Linked DNA regions of Mus musculus: region 2 is linked to region 1. Evidence: chromatin contacts called from public HiChIP or PLAC-seq data. All regions are on one chromosome and are shown on one strand. Each heading gives the region's core, a stretch centred on a gene start, on an enhancer-like site or on the middle of the called end of the contact. The rest is flanking DNA. Distances are from core to core; before and after follow the strand shown.

The links. HiChIP or PLAC-seq counts read pairs in DNA pulled down with a chosen protein or histone mark.
Region 2: a contact with region 1 is called in an H3K27ac HiChIP or PLAC-seq map of embryonic stem cells, with 6 read pairs. The contact joins two enhancer-like sites. A contact is called at or near these places in 2 of 115 datasets of contacts at active chromatin or transcription factors (bone marrow-derived macrophages and embryonic stem cells) and 1 of 9 other capture datasets (pancreatic islet).

Annotation. Positions count from the first base shown.
Region 1 is chr2:29,455,405-29,462,339 of GRCm38.p6, forward strand. All of the region lies in intron 3 of Med27 (mediator complex subunit 27), which reads left to right. Among named protein-coding and RNA genes, the nearest start is that of Mir133c, 16 kb to the right of the region's middle. Within about 2 kb of position 2,442, at least 42 of the 459 cell types and tissues checked have an H3K27ac peak or open chromatin away from gene starts, as enhancers often do. A contact at or near this core is called in embryonic stem cells, where this site is marked.
Region 2 is chr2:29,628,309-29,635,976 of GRCm38.p6, forward strand. The region is part of intron 1 of Rapgef1 (Rap guanine nucleotide exchange factor (GEF) 1); the gene reads left to right. Among named protein-coding and RNA genes, the nearest start is that of Rapgef1, 12 kb to the left of the region's middle. Within about 2 kb of position 1,258, at least 139 of the 459 cell types and tissues checked have an H3K27ac peak or open chromatin away from gene starts, as enhancers often do. A contact at or near this core is called in embryonic stem cells, where this site is marked.

The sequences.
Region 1 (6,935 bases), core at 1,192-3,691:
GGAACCACCCTCTGGACAAGACTGTTCTTAAGCACTGCTCTCCTCCTGTGGGCTGAGTCCCAGGAGCTGTCTCATTCTACCCAACTTCATGCCCTGTGTGCCACCTTCCTGCTTTGTTCATGTAAAGGGACTTTTGCTGTGCTTTTCTGGGAGTGCAGAACTAAGTGTGTCAGAACCCTTGCCTGTATTCAGATGTGCTTGACACTCTTTGTAGTCCCTGGGCAGATAGGCCAAACTGGATTTGTCCTGCAGAAACTGCTGTGGGCGGTGCCTGCTTGGGAGTCTAGGAGTCTTTGCAAACCGAGCATGGCTGGGGGGGGGGGGGTGTTACTGATTGCAGCCTGGCCTGGGCTTTTTCTCTGGAAGGATTTGGGGGTGTTGCTGGTGGGTTGTTTTGTTTCTCTTTAAATAGCAAATTCACTTTTAAGCCACTGCCCTTGGAAGTTGCAGGAACAGCCTGTGGGCAAATGAGAAAGCAGATTTGTCTGTGGAGGGCTGCTGGAGTGACTCCCTCTAGCAGCCTGAGCCCCTGCTCACAACCCTGCTTTTTTGTCCTCCCTGTTCAGCAGCTCTGCTGGTTAGGTGGGCTGGCTCCTTTAGTGAGCTTTTTAAAAGGCACCCCACTCTGGACATAAGATCACTACTTCTCCTGTCTGTCACATAACTTACATCTTTTGAAGCGGTCCCTTTCATCTTAGCTGTCAATTTTATTGACATGAAATATTTAACAATATCCTCTTAATTCTACTTTTGACGACTCTGGAATCTGAACATTGTCCCCAATTTGTCCCTGTTCCTGGTAAATTCCAAGTCTCTGCTTCCTTCCTGAGTAAATCTTACTAGTGTTGTCATTGTCATGACTGCTCTCTTCTGCATGTCACAGGTTTGCTAATACTCTGATCATGTGTATTGTAATACTCTCCTGCTTCTCTGGAATTAACCTGCTTTCCATTGTATGACTCTTAAATGAAAGCTTAGGTAGTCAGTGCTTGTAGAAGTATTGGAAAGCTAGAAATGTTCCCCTAAGCATGGCATTACCTGCATGCCACACATTTCAATGGATTTAATTATCATTTAGTTCAAGATTATTTTCTAATTTTCTTTTTGATTTCTTCTTTGGCTTCTGTGATTTCCAGAGTCTACAGTTTAATTTTCAGATACCTTGGGAAGGAATTCTGATGTATTCTTGCCAATGGTTTGTAGCGTCATTTTTGGTCGGAGAATGGATTCTGCGTGAATTTGAAACTTGAGTTAAGCCCCCCCTGCTTCTGTTGTAACTTATGTGTATGCCGCAGGCCACACAGCTGAGGGGCTCTCCTGTCTGTGTCCTTCCTGTCACTCAGAGAGGGCTGTGGCCTGTTCCTGGAAGCCTTTTCACTTAGGGCCGTCTTATCTCCTGGACCACAGCTTCCTAAAACTATCGCCACTTTTAAGCTTTCTGACTCCTTTTCACCAGAGAAATCTTTTCATGACCCTCAGCAGAAGATATATAAAATAAGCATGCTCTTCAGACTTTTGCTGATAAAATGCCATGTTTACCTTAAAACAATTCTTTGCTGTGCGTATAATTTTATTATTTACTAAAGATGAAAGCAGATTTACATGCCAGCTCAATGGGTGTCTTTGCTTATTTTACATAAACAGTTCCTTCTTGGCCGAGGATGAGACGCTGCAGTGGTGCAGCATATAGACATCTTTATTGTCACCAGTGCTGAGAGTGCCTCTCCTCGGAAATGCATCACACAAAATGGCAGAAGACTCTTTAGGACCATTTCAGAATTGTTAGGAGGAGTCTCATCATAATCTCACACCAACATTCATGCTATGCTCTTCTTTCTTTAAGAAGTCAAGCCAGCAACTCAAAGAGCAGTTTTTGTTCTGACGCAGCAGTCTGTGTACAACTAACTACTCTGGTGCAGGCTAAGCAGTGACAGCAGGAACACAGTGTCTTCGCTTCCATAAGAAAACAGGAGCGGAACTCGTTGTGTGTGCAGTGTGAGCGATGCATATATGTGAGCCATATATACAGAGGCTTCATTCTGACCCACAGTATTTTAGGCACTTTGTTGCTTTTGTGTGGTACAAGGGAACATGTAGTGTGAAGTGCCCTGTTGTGTGTTCAGACCCAAGGCTACAGTGAAGTCATGTGATGTACTATGGGCAAATGCTGCCAAAGCACCTCAGATTCATGATACATTTGATCTTGAATTTACGTTTGGTTGTTTTAGAAACCTCACAGTTTAAGAAGTTAGATTTGGCCGGGCGGTGGTGGCACACAACTTTAATCCCAGCACTTGGGAGGCAGAGGCAGGCAGATTCTGAGTTTGAGATCAACCTGGTCTACAGAGTGAGTTCCAGGACAACAAGAGCTATACAGAGAAACCCCGTCCCCGGGGGTGGGGGTGGGGGTAGGAGGGTGGAGGGGAGGAAGTTAGGTTTGGGGCTGGAGGGATGACTCAGCTGTTCTGAACAGTAGAGTTCATTTCCCAGTACTCATGTTGGCCAGCTCATAGCCACCTGTAACTCCAGCTCCAGGAAGCCAGTGTATCTGCCCTCTGAGGCTGGCTACACTCAGGTGCAGGGACTCACACACACACACACCTACACATACACATACATAAAAATAACAGATAAATCATAAAAAATAATCTGGGTTCCAAGTTACTTCACTCTTCCATTTTTCTTTCTCTCTTTTCTAGAAAAAGAAAATTTTAAACCCCCATTGCTTGTAAGCGATGGTCTCCCCTTTTTGTTTAGAGTGAAAATGTAGGGACCAATAGGTGGGGCTTAAGGGGTATGGGACATGGTTAGTGGGTGGTCAAGTGAGTGACCTTAATTCTCTTCTGACATACAGTAAGCGTTCATGCGGGATCTAACAGACTGCCACAGATTTCTAAGCTTGGTGAGCCACAAGTTTGGGCGAGGCCACCATCCCCCTGCAGTAGATTATTTTAACCACTGTTCTATTGCTGTGAAGAGACACCATGTCTACAGCAACGCTTACAAAAGAAAGCATTTCATTGGGGCTGGCTTACAGTTTCAGAAGTTCAGTCTATTGTCATCATGGTGGGGAGCTTGCAACATGCAGGCAAACATGGTGCTGGAGAAGGAGGATCCACAGGCCACAGGAAGAGAGAGTGACAGTGGACCTGAAACCTCAAAGCACACTCCCCGGTGACACACTTCCTTCAACAAGGCCATGCCAGCTTCTCCTAACCCCTCAAGTATAGCTACTACCTGATTTCTAAACACACAAATATCTGAGCCTTTCAGGGCTGTGGTGGTTTGAATAAGAATGGCCTTCATAAACTCATTTGAATGTTTAAGGTGTGGCATTAGGAGGTGTGGTCTTGTTTGAAGAAAATGTGTCATCCCATTGGGATGGGCTTTGGGATTTCAAATGCCTAAACCAGGTTCAGTCTCTCTCCTCCTCCCTCTTTCTCTTTCCCCCCTCCTTTTCTCCCTCCCCCCCCTCCCTATTTCTCTCTGCCTGTGGTTCCAGGTGTAGAACTCTCAGCGCCTGCTCCAATACCATGTCTGCCTGTGTGCCAGCATGCTACTCACTATGATGAGGTTGAAACCTCTGGACTGTAAGCCATCCCCAATTAAATGTTTTCCTTTAAAAGAGTTGCCACGGTCATGGTGTCTCTCCACAGTAATTTGAAAAAAATACAACAAAACTCTACAATAGAGGCTAGTCACATTCAGACTACCACAAGGATGCACTGTCAGTCTGTTTCAGGCACTGGGGTCCACCATTTCCCTGTGTCAGATAGAATCCTAGGTTTGGTCTATAGCCATACCGCCCTGAACACACCCTATCTCATCTGATCTTAGAAACTAAGCAAGGTCTGTCCTGGTTAGTCATATGGGAGAATCCTAGGTATGGTTCCACCGAGAGCAGTGTTCTGGCAGTTTTTAACTACTCAGAACATGGCAGAATGGCTGTGTATGCCAAGTGCCAGGGCTACTTTCCTTCCTCTCCCTGAGCACTTGGCATGCTCACGCCACATTCTCAGACACACTGTCCAGCTGCCCAGTAATCAGTTATCACAGCCCTTGCTTCCTGGCCTTGCTGAGCTAAACACTCCAGCCTCTTCTGGATGCCTGTCCATTTCTCCTCCTTCAATACCTCCAAATGGAGGTATGGGAACACCTTTTGTAAGGTACTGAAGGGAAAAATCATCTAGAACAAAGGAAAAAAAAACAATAATTCACAAATAAGCAAACCTATTTTGCAGCTAAGCTGTTGTTGAATTATCTGCTTTAAAAACTTATTAAAACTTTTCAAACTAAGCCTGTGTAGCTGTATGGCTGAGCAAAATGGTATGTATAAAGTTGCTGGGTTTTATTTGCTGGTTATGTTTTTCTGTCTATGTAGACATAAATGTCAGCTCATGTGCCACCATGTGGATATGTTTATCACATTTTGGGGCACGTGTGAATTTGACAGTGAACTTAGAGGGAAGCTGTTTAGCACTTGGCAGTGGTCTGAGAGAGAAGTTGAATATCTCCACCTAAAGCTTGGAGGTATCAGAACACATAAGAAAGGATGGGGTTGGGGGTGGGGCTCAGTGGTAGGTCAGTGCTTAGCCTATACAGCCCTAAGTTCCATCCCTAGCATGCTGAAGGATGTCCAGGGAGAGTAAAGGTGAAGACAGACCAGACCTGGGGGCCTGCTTCTCACCTGCTGCTTCTGTTTGAATGAAGTGGATTTCTAAACAAAGCCACATCCGCAGCTAAATAGTCTAGGGAAATTCTGCTAATGGAATATTGCTTAATTAAGGGACAGAATACATAAAGTTTCACTTCGTTATTAGTAAAGAACATGCACATTGCTGTTACCTTCAGTTAACTTCAGTATCTAGGTCACCTCATTTCATACCCTAGCATATGGAATTTTGGTGTTGCTTTGGTGTTCTGTGTTTGACGTGGGAAGAACTTTTCACTGTCTGGAAGGAGACTGAGTGGCTAAGGAAGTTTTGTGCAGCAGGTGCCTGTTGACCCCAGGGCCTGAGCAGCACCTTGTGCTCTGTTCAATGGGCAGAGGCTTTGCTGACCTTCCTCCTGTGTGAGGGGAGAATGCTAAAAGCCAGGGCAATCGCCAGAACACTGCGGAGAAGGCTTCTGGCAGTTTGAATGGCCTGCCCAGTGTAGCTAGTTGCTGGTGATTTCACAGGTAGGTAGGATATATCTGACTGCTCTTCCCCTCCCACACCCACACGTCCTCTCCGGGCTTCCTGTCCTAGTGAGCTTCACCTATGACCAAAAGCAAGTTAAAGAGAAAACCGTCTATTTCAGCTTACAACTCTCAGGTCACTCCATCACTGAGGAAAATCAGGCCAGGTACTCAAGGCAGGAGCTGAAGCAGAGGTCATGGAGGAGCAACGCTTACTGGCTTGCTCCCCTTGGCTTACTCAGTGCGCTGGCCCTCCATATCAGCCATTAATAGAGAAAACACTCTCCAGTTTTGCCTACAAGCCAATCTGATTGAAGCATTTTCTCAGTTGAGATCTGTTCCCAGATGACTCCAGCTTGTGTCAAGTTGACCACACACACACACACACACACACACAAAAGCAATAATAATAATGACGATGACAACAACCAGGATACCTCATTTGGCCAAACACAGGTAAAGAGCAGAGAAGCCTATGGGTATAGTACACATGATATCACCTATCAGGGTCCATCCCCCAGAGGAGACCTCCACCTAATGCTTTGTGTGTAAGCTGAAGAGGATGTGTGGGTGGGGATTGTCACAAAGGTGAGCAGGAACTGGCTACTGCCACCTTTCTGCTGTGGGGACAAAGCCACCCAGTCCGTGTGACCTTGCCATGCCGCTGTGACTCTACTGGATGGTGGGATTTAGCAGACACTGAGAAGTGCAGTTCTACAGCCTTTTAGCCAGCCCAGTGCTCCCCAGCCAGCACTTGCTGTTGACCAAAAGTCTAGTTGGCGTCCTCTTGGTGTGGGCCAGCTTCCCAAGCACAGTGCAGTACAGAGGGGTCAGTGAAGAGACCCAGCACAGATCTGAACCGAAGTCTGGTCTGCTTACTCTAGCACACCTTGCACTAACCCACTGCAGGATCTTGCGTAAGTGAGCTGCCTGCCCTCTCTCCCAAGTACCATGCTAGGAGGAATTCTCCCTTCTAATAGGAATGGAGTGAGGTGTTAGAAAGAACAGAAGCCTGGAAGATTCCCTTGTTCTCAGGCTGTTCTTGGGTCTCCGGGCTATCTCACTTTTGCCAGGGAGGAAAACTGTTTTGTATAAAGTGAGCAACTGATGTTAGCTCTGTATTTATCCCTCACAACTGGAAGGAAGTAGGTGATGTTCTTATTTGTGAGATATGAAACCAAGGCCAGAGAGGACTAAGTCGAGGGCAGAGGAAGACTGAACACCTGGGTGCCTTTGACTCCTAACATTGCTGTTTGTCAGTGTCTGCTGAGAGACTGCTCTGGCAGCAGGAGCAGCTGGAGTTGATAAGTGCTGGGAAGGGTGAGTGATTTTCAGTGGGGACCTCTGAGACTTGTGGGGAGTTGGCTTAGGAGGAGCAGTTGGGAATTCACTGAGTGCGGTGGTTTGAATATGTTTGGCCCAGGGAGTGGCACTAGTAGTGGCACTAGGAGGTGTGGCCTTGTTGGAGGAAGTATGTCACAGTGGGTGTGGGCTTTAAGATCCTGCTCCTGCTGTTGCAAGACAGTCTTTCCTGTCTGCAGTCCCATCAAGAAACAGAACTCTCAGCTCCTCTAGTGCCGTACCTACCTAGATGCTGCCATGTTCCTGCCATGATAATAATGGACTGAACCTCTGAACTGCAAGCCAGCCCCAGTTAAATGTCCTTATAAGAGTTTTCTTGGTCGTGGTGTCTCTTTGCAGCAATGGAAACTGAGTTCTGCCTGTCCATCTTCACCCCAGTTCTGCCTCCTCCTAA
Region 2 (7,668 bases), core at 8-2,507, 170 kb after region 1:
GCCGAAAGCATTCCACACATGTGACTTCATCCCCAGAGTGGAGGAAAGGTACTGTACTGTTCTGTGGAGTACTCCAAGCTACAGGCTGTTCTTGGAGATCTGGAGCAGTTAAAATGCACACTCATACAGAGAGTGGGGCAGAGGTAAAAGCCCACAGGCGTGCACACTACTTCCCCAGGTCTCACTGGTTCTGAGGGTACCCGTCTCTTAGCTCTGTGATGTGGGCAAAGCTTGACTTATATGTTTCCAGGCACCCCTCTGCCCGAGAGGTGGCTGCTCCAGGATTGTGGATGAAGGGCAACAGACAGCTTGAGAAGAAACTGTCCTGTACAGGGAGGGCCTGGAGCCTGGGAGAAGTTACTCCCCACCCCCACCCCCAGCTGCACCCCCTCTCTTTCTCCCTTCCTGTTTCCTTTTTGAGATAGGGGTTTGCTGTGTATCCTACACTGGCCTTGAACCCACTGTGTAACACAGGCTGACCTCAAACTTACAGCAGTCCTCCTGCCTCAGGCTTTATAGAGTACTGGAGTCACTGGTGCTTACTCCTGTGCCCTGTTGAGATGGGGACCACGTAGCCTACGCTAGTCTTGAATTCACTATACAACTGAGACTAACCAAAAACACACCTGGCCATTCTGCCTTCTGTTCCCAGTTATTGGGCGTGCTGATGGTGTTGCAGTGAGGCTGACAGCCAGCAAGCCCCAGGGATCTTCCCTCTCTACTCCCTCAACCCCACGGGGTCCTAGGTTTGCACCTGGGCCACATCTGGCCTTCTCTATGGGTGCCAGAGACCCAAGCTCAGGTCCTCATGCTTGAGCAGCAGATGTTCTTACTCAACTCCTCAGCCCACAGATGTATGCGGAGGCCTCTGTAGCTTCCCAAGTGTTGCACAGATACAAGCCTCTTTTGTTACTTTAGGTTTTGTTGACTCTGTCTTACCTAAGGTGTTGGGGCTACACAACATTGTTCCAGGTAAGGGAGGTGGTGACTAGTGTTCACTTTCTCATTTGTGCCAGACACTGTACTGCAGACAGACAGGCGCTTGCTTGATTCTCTTCTTACTAAAGAGTAAGCAGGCTTTGGGACCAGTTGACAGCTGTGGAAAAGGAGGTAGTGTTAGGGGAGGTACCTGACCTGTAGGCACACACTGCAGGGAACCTGCTTTTCCCTTCCCTGCCCCCTTGTATCTAGACCCTGGGTTCAGGACTGGTCTGCTGAGTCACAGGGGTGGCTCAGAGGCACCACTATGACCTTGGCTTGGAAACTGCTCAGCTTGGGACTCCCCTGGGGCTTTCCTGCATCTCCACAGGACTAACACCACACATCTGCCTACAGACTTGCAAATCAGCCTCTGGGTCCTCAGCTCGGAAGGGCTGGGAACCCTGCAGAAAAGCAGCTTGGGAGTGGAGTGGCCCTGGGGGTGTCACCGAGTACCTAGCAGCCTGCCCTCCAGAAGTCCAGGGATCCATTAGCCAGTGCCTGTGTGCAGGAAGCTGAGCCGTTCCTATATATCCCTCTCTGGTAGAGGTGGAGAGAGCCTGAGCAGGGGCTACAAGAAGATCCATTCTCCTTGGGACCCCAGGACTGCCTCAGTGCAGTGAAGTCAGTGCTCTGTGAGCTGTGAGATTTCTTCATTTCCGTGGGTCTGCCATATAGTGTGAAGGAAATCGTCTATAAGCTTTCTGATACTTCAGGGTTCTTGCTAAGTCTGAACACTTGAGAAGTGCAGAGTGGACATGAGGCTCATTCTTATTTAAGGCCCTTCTGCCCTAAGATATCATGTATTTAAAAATGTTGATATTTCGTACTTCAATCCTCAGAGGAAAGGGAGGTCCCTGGCTCTTGTGATGCTTTGGAGTCTCTGTGCTGGAGATGAAGCCCTGGACCTCACAGAAGTTGAACACTCTACCACTGGGCCACACCCAGCCCCTCTTCCCCTGCTTCTTTTGGGAGACCGACTCCCAAGGTTAAAAATTGGTTAGGGATGGTTATAGTTAGGCCGCAGGCCAAGAGGAGCGGGCTCTCGTTGTGTTCAGTCACACATCTGGCCATGCTGTTGATCATTCAGATCTCTGTAACAGGTAATTTACAAATGACTCTAGTGCCCTGTCAGGGGAATCCGTGCCCTGTATTTTCCTCCCAAGGTTACCTGTCCCAGCTACACAGACTCAGGAATCCCGTGTCCTGCTCTGTTCTACGTCTTCCTGGGCCAGCACATGCCTCAGGCACAAAGCACTGAACTGTCTCCAGGAGATGAAGCTGTTCAGCCCTGACGCTCATCATTGGGTCTTGGAGCTGCAGGACCTTTCTCCTCATTAGCATTCCCTCAGTTGTCTGAGCTTCTGCCTGGACTTGTCCAGAAGCTTAAACACACTAGTTCTCTGAGGTCATCCCAGAACCAAAGGCCGGGATCAAAAGCATGCTGTTCTGCATGGTCTGGCCTTGTCTCTCTTCGTTACCCTAAACAGGCTTGTAGGAGCTGTTGTGTTTGAAGCATAGGAGCTGGGGTAGGAACCTGCACTGTACAGTAGCCAAAGTCCTCAGGTCCCAGCTTAATGGGATGACAGAGAGGTCATCACAGAATGTGAAGGTTATTATCACCACTAGGCTGGGAACGGATGTTTCCAGACAGTGCAAAGAATGGGCCTAGTGCTGTAGATCCTCTACATTGTCTATGTCTCCTCTGTGAAAGGAGGCTGTGGGTCTGTGTAGGGTCTGCTCTGCTGGAGCAAGTGTGGATGGTCATTCCCCAAGGAAACTTGATACTCACATGCTATCTCTTGCTGTGAATCCCCCCTCCTAAGTGATGGAGCATTTGTGAACACTTTGGCTCTTTAGGACTTCATGTCTCCTAGTTCAGCCAGACTTGGTTCAAGTAGCAGTCCTCATGAAGCCCTGAGTGTTGTTAGCATCCCAGGAGTGGTGCTTCAACATAGCCAGGTCTGTGTGGGCAAAGAGAGCTTTCTTCTGAGTGAGAATGCTCTAAACCTCACACTGTAAAACTGTGTTTAACATAAGCAGATCTTATTTAACCCTACCACAGTCAGGGTGCCCAGCCATTCCACTACCCAAGGAGAAACTCCCTGTGAAGTCTTTGGGTCAAACTTTTCCAGCCTTGGTGACCACCAAGCTCCCTGTGGAACTGTGACCTGGTGACCAGGTCTGTGAACATGGGGCTCTTCACTCTGTACTCTCAGCTTGCTGTATTTATTGTGCTTTTTTATTGCTTTGTTGTATTCCACTTGTAGTATTGGCTTGTTTATCTGTTGAGAACTTGACCTTGGTTAGCCATCTCTGTGTTTCTCGGAGGAACAGATAAAGGATGGCCTGGGACCTACAAAAGCAGCTCAATCTTTAAAAATGGACAAAACACTTACATTGACATCTTCTCAAAGAAAGGTGAAAACAGCCAGTGAGCTCATGAATATGCACAGAACTGTTAATCACCAGGGAAACCTATTCAAAAGCGCAGTGAGAACACGCCCCAACCAGGGATGGCTCACTTCTTTCTTTCGTTCTTTCTTTCGTTCTTTCGTTCTCTCTTTCTCTCTTTCTTTTTCTTTTTCTGTTTTTTGTTTGTTTGTTTGTTTGTTTGTTTGGTTGGTTTTTTTGTTTTTTTTTTGTTTTTTTGTTTTGTTTTGTTTTTTTTCGAGACAGGGTTTCTCTGTATAACTCTGGCTGTCCTGGAACTCACTCTGTAGACCAGGCTGGCCTGGAACTCAGAAATCCGCCTGCCTCTGCCTGAGTGCTGGGATTAAAGGCGTGAGCCCCCACGCCCGGCTGGAGAACATCTTGCAAAAAGTAAAACCTTAAATTGGCAGGACGTGAAGTCTAAGACCACAAGACTCACCACACAATACAGGAAGCAGGGTCTTGAAGAGAACCCTCCCAGTCCCTACCCACTCCCTTCCTCACCCCCTCCCTTCTCTCCATCTCTCCTCCTCCCTCCCCTCTATAGCAGCACTACTCATTATCACCTAGAGGTAGAGGCACCTCAGATGCTGTACAGGGGTGAATAGATAAACAAGCTGTTTCTCTCCATTGTGGAGTATTAGTCAGCCTTTAAAAAAGAGAAGTGTTGTCTGAAGTGCTACTCTGTAGATAAAACCTGAGGGCATTGTGCCAAGTGCAGTAAGAAGTCAGCGAAGCAAGCACCATGTGACTTCACTTTCATGGGATCTTAACTTGGTAAAAATGAGAATGATGAAGCCGAGTGGTAGGGGCTAGCTGAGGGGAGAGGTGGAGTTGGTGGTTACCAGACAGTCCACTTTGCATGGTGAAGATCTTGTGTAGCTGGTGATGATGCAGCATGGGGTTTGTGGTGGATCTAAGCATCGCATGGCTCAGGTAGTCACTTTAAACACATTTTACCACACTTGTTTTAATGGCATTCTGCCCAGAGCCCTATCCTCACACTCATAGGTTTCAAACTTTGCTATGGATACAAAAGTGTTAGCATTTATTTACCTAAACATATTTATTCTTAGATGTAGCTTTACACAATAAATTATGTCAAAACAGTTTTAAAACAGAAGTGTGTAGTGGCTTCATTAGTGACCATGTGTACTGCTTGATGGGCTGAGAGGGACTAGGTAAAGGGCCGTCTGGGTACAGTGGCTCCTCTGTTGGGTCTAGCCCTTGAGGAACCTGTGTGTTCAGGAACCCTTGAAGCCAGGGCAGATACTAGACCACTGGATAAGGTTCTTGCTACCATGTATCTGGGCTTTCCAACTCTGGTAGGCCCCCTCCCAGCCCCCTCCTCAGGGTCAGGCTCTGAGTCAAGCTATGCTCCTGGTTAATGGAAGTTTCAGGGTTCGAGTGTGTAGCTGGGCTTCACCTGAGGCTTGCCGTAGTCTGGCACAGAGTGCTGGGTGCTGTCAGCAGTTACTGAAGCCCAGACTTCTCAGGGTGCACACTGGGCAACTGTTCTGGTTGACGGTGCAGGCGGCAGGCACTGTGAACCTCTGGCTGGGTTCCAAGCTCTTGGCCACATTCCTAAGAAAATATGACTGGCTCATGGGAGGGGCAGAGGGAGGGGAATCTAGACGGAAGCAAGGCCAAGGCTTCCTCAGAAATTCCAGCCCTTCTGGGCCTGTTAGATGGACAGTACCTCTGCAGAGCTCAAAATTAAGATTACTAACTTAGTCTCTGGCCAATGGGTATCATTACAGGTTCCCGCAGTCCTGGTCCCTGGTGATAAGCAGGCAAATGTAAGATTGTTTCATAACACTTCTCAGGAAACAGATACTTTAGCAGAGTGGATTGTAAAACAGCACACTTGGAATCCAAAGTTAAGCTTCAAGAAAGTATATATCCAGGGACACACTGGAGCGTGATGACATCTTCTGCTGAGTTCCCAAGTGCCTGTTTTGTAGGAACTATGTCAGGAGGGGCTTGGATACCTACTCAGATCTGAGCTCCTTGCTACTGGAGCCCAGGCTGGTGCTGGAATCACAAGTGGGTGCCACCGTGCCTTATTGAGACACAGCGGTCCAAGAATTGGGTTCTGATCTTTGCTTATAAATGTTGCCCTGCTATGGCTTCACAGTAAGAAAATCAGTGAAGGCCCTTGTTCATGCAGACCTTCACAGGTGAAGTGTTTTCTGCTCCTCTTGGCCTGCTCCCGATTTCCTCAGGGTTCTGTTCCAGAACCCCACCCTCTCAGCATCCTGGGGCAGATAGGAAATACTGTCACAAACATAGACACACAGCTTGTATTGCAGAGGGACCAGGTTCCTCTGAGAGAACCAGCTCAGAAATATAGGCTTAGTTCTAGAGGGTTCTCATGAGAGTCTGAAATCTCCACTCTGTTCTTCCCACAAACATTTGTTATTTCCACATTCCTTTTACTCCAAGCTGGTAAGCATCGCAATCTGGAAGAGTTGGATTTGAAAACATTGAATGTGTGCAGACAACTAGAGTTCATCCTCCTAGGAGGATTAGGCAATCTTAACTTCCTATTCTTGGAGTAGATGGAGACAAGAATAGGATTTGTGTCAAATTAAGTCTCTTTTTAAAAATGTTTGTAATGCTCTTAAAAACATATAGTAGTACTTTGAGTGTGCGTGTGTGTGTGTGTGTGTGTGCGTGCGTGCGCAAGTGTGCATACACCTATGCATGTGGAGGTCAGAGAACAACGTGAAGGGGTCAGTTCTCTCCTTCCATCCTGTGGGTCCTGAAGATTGAAATCAGGCTGCTTGGATCATCAGGGCTTCAGTTTGATACCTAATAGCAATACTGCTGTCCCTCCTGGCAACAACGGTATTGGGAGGGCACAAGTGTGCGACTATTGTCATTCTGCTGTTCTAAGGGCAGCTTCCTACTGCTGAGATCAGACCCCTGTGCCTTTCCCGTACCTCTCCACAGGAACAGTGGCTAGAGGGTGCCCTTCCCCAGCAGCATCGCTCAGGAACTCATTAGAAATGGGTGACAGAATGCAGCCCTGATGGTTCAGATATCTCATCCTGCTGGCACATGGGAGAGCGAAACAGAAGCCCTGCCTATCACTAAAACACACCCTGGTAATGTGGAAAGTGGCTTGAAACATTCTCCCAAAGCAATTGTAGCCTAAAGATGATTATGAGAGTGAGCAGGGTGAGCAAGGCTTGCTTTCCTTAGTAGACTACAGGGAGAACTCGGCAGCTGTCCAATTAGCTCTGACAAGAAGGTGGCCAGGAGTTTAGCCACTGTGAACAAACTGATGGATCTCCCACTTAATGCATAGTGTGCCTTGGGATAGTAGTTAATTAATTAGGATGATGTATTAGTCATGTTGGTAAACAAGACATTTTAAAACTAAGCGTGTAGTTTGAACTCAGAGTTTAAATTGCATTGGAAGCCACACAGCACATCAGCCCTCTCACAGTGTGGTGGTAAATGCTGACAGGTCCTGTCCAGATGCTCCCAGAACCTCACTTCCTCCCAGCCCACAGTTGCAGGCTCTTCACCCTCTTGATCTCCAGTTTGGAATGTCCTGGGCAGTCTAGTCCCTCTAGGGCATTGGTTCTCAACCTGTGGGTCACAACCCCCTCCACAAACTTCTATCTCTAAAAAAATTTACATTATGATCCATAGCAGTAGCAAAGATACAGCTATGAAGTGACAGCAAAAAAATCATTTTATGCCGGGCGTGGTGGCGCATGCCTTTAATCCCAAGCACTCGGGAGCCAGAGGCAGGCGGATTTCTGAGTTTGAGGCCAGCCTGGTCTACAAAGTTCATTTCAGGATGCTAGGGCTACACAGGGAAACCCTGTCTCGAAAAACCAAAACCAAATAAAAACAAAAACAAAAACAAAAAATCATTTTATGGTTGGGGGTCACCACAGCGTGAGGAACTGTGTTGAAGGCCACAGCAGCAGGAAGGCTGAGAACATTGAGCTAAGCAGTGCCTTTCCCCAGATGTCTATTTCCTGACCCTCTTTTTCCCTGGTCCACAGCCAGGCATCAGCTGCTGTTGAACGTTTCTCCATGAGTGTGGTCTTAACCTGTTTGGCTGCTATGATGAAATAACTTAAACTAGATGTGTCTTATAGACATCTCTCTCTCTCACAGGCTCAGAGCTGGGGAGGGAGTTCAAAACTCAAGCCTTCTTTGAGGTGCTTTCTTGGCTATGTCCTTACATGAAGGGGCCGTGTTGGGAGCAAGGAGGTAGATACACATTGTTGGTCT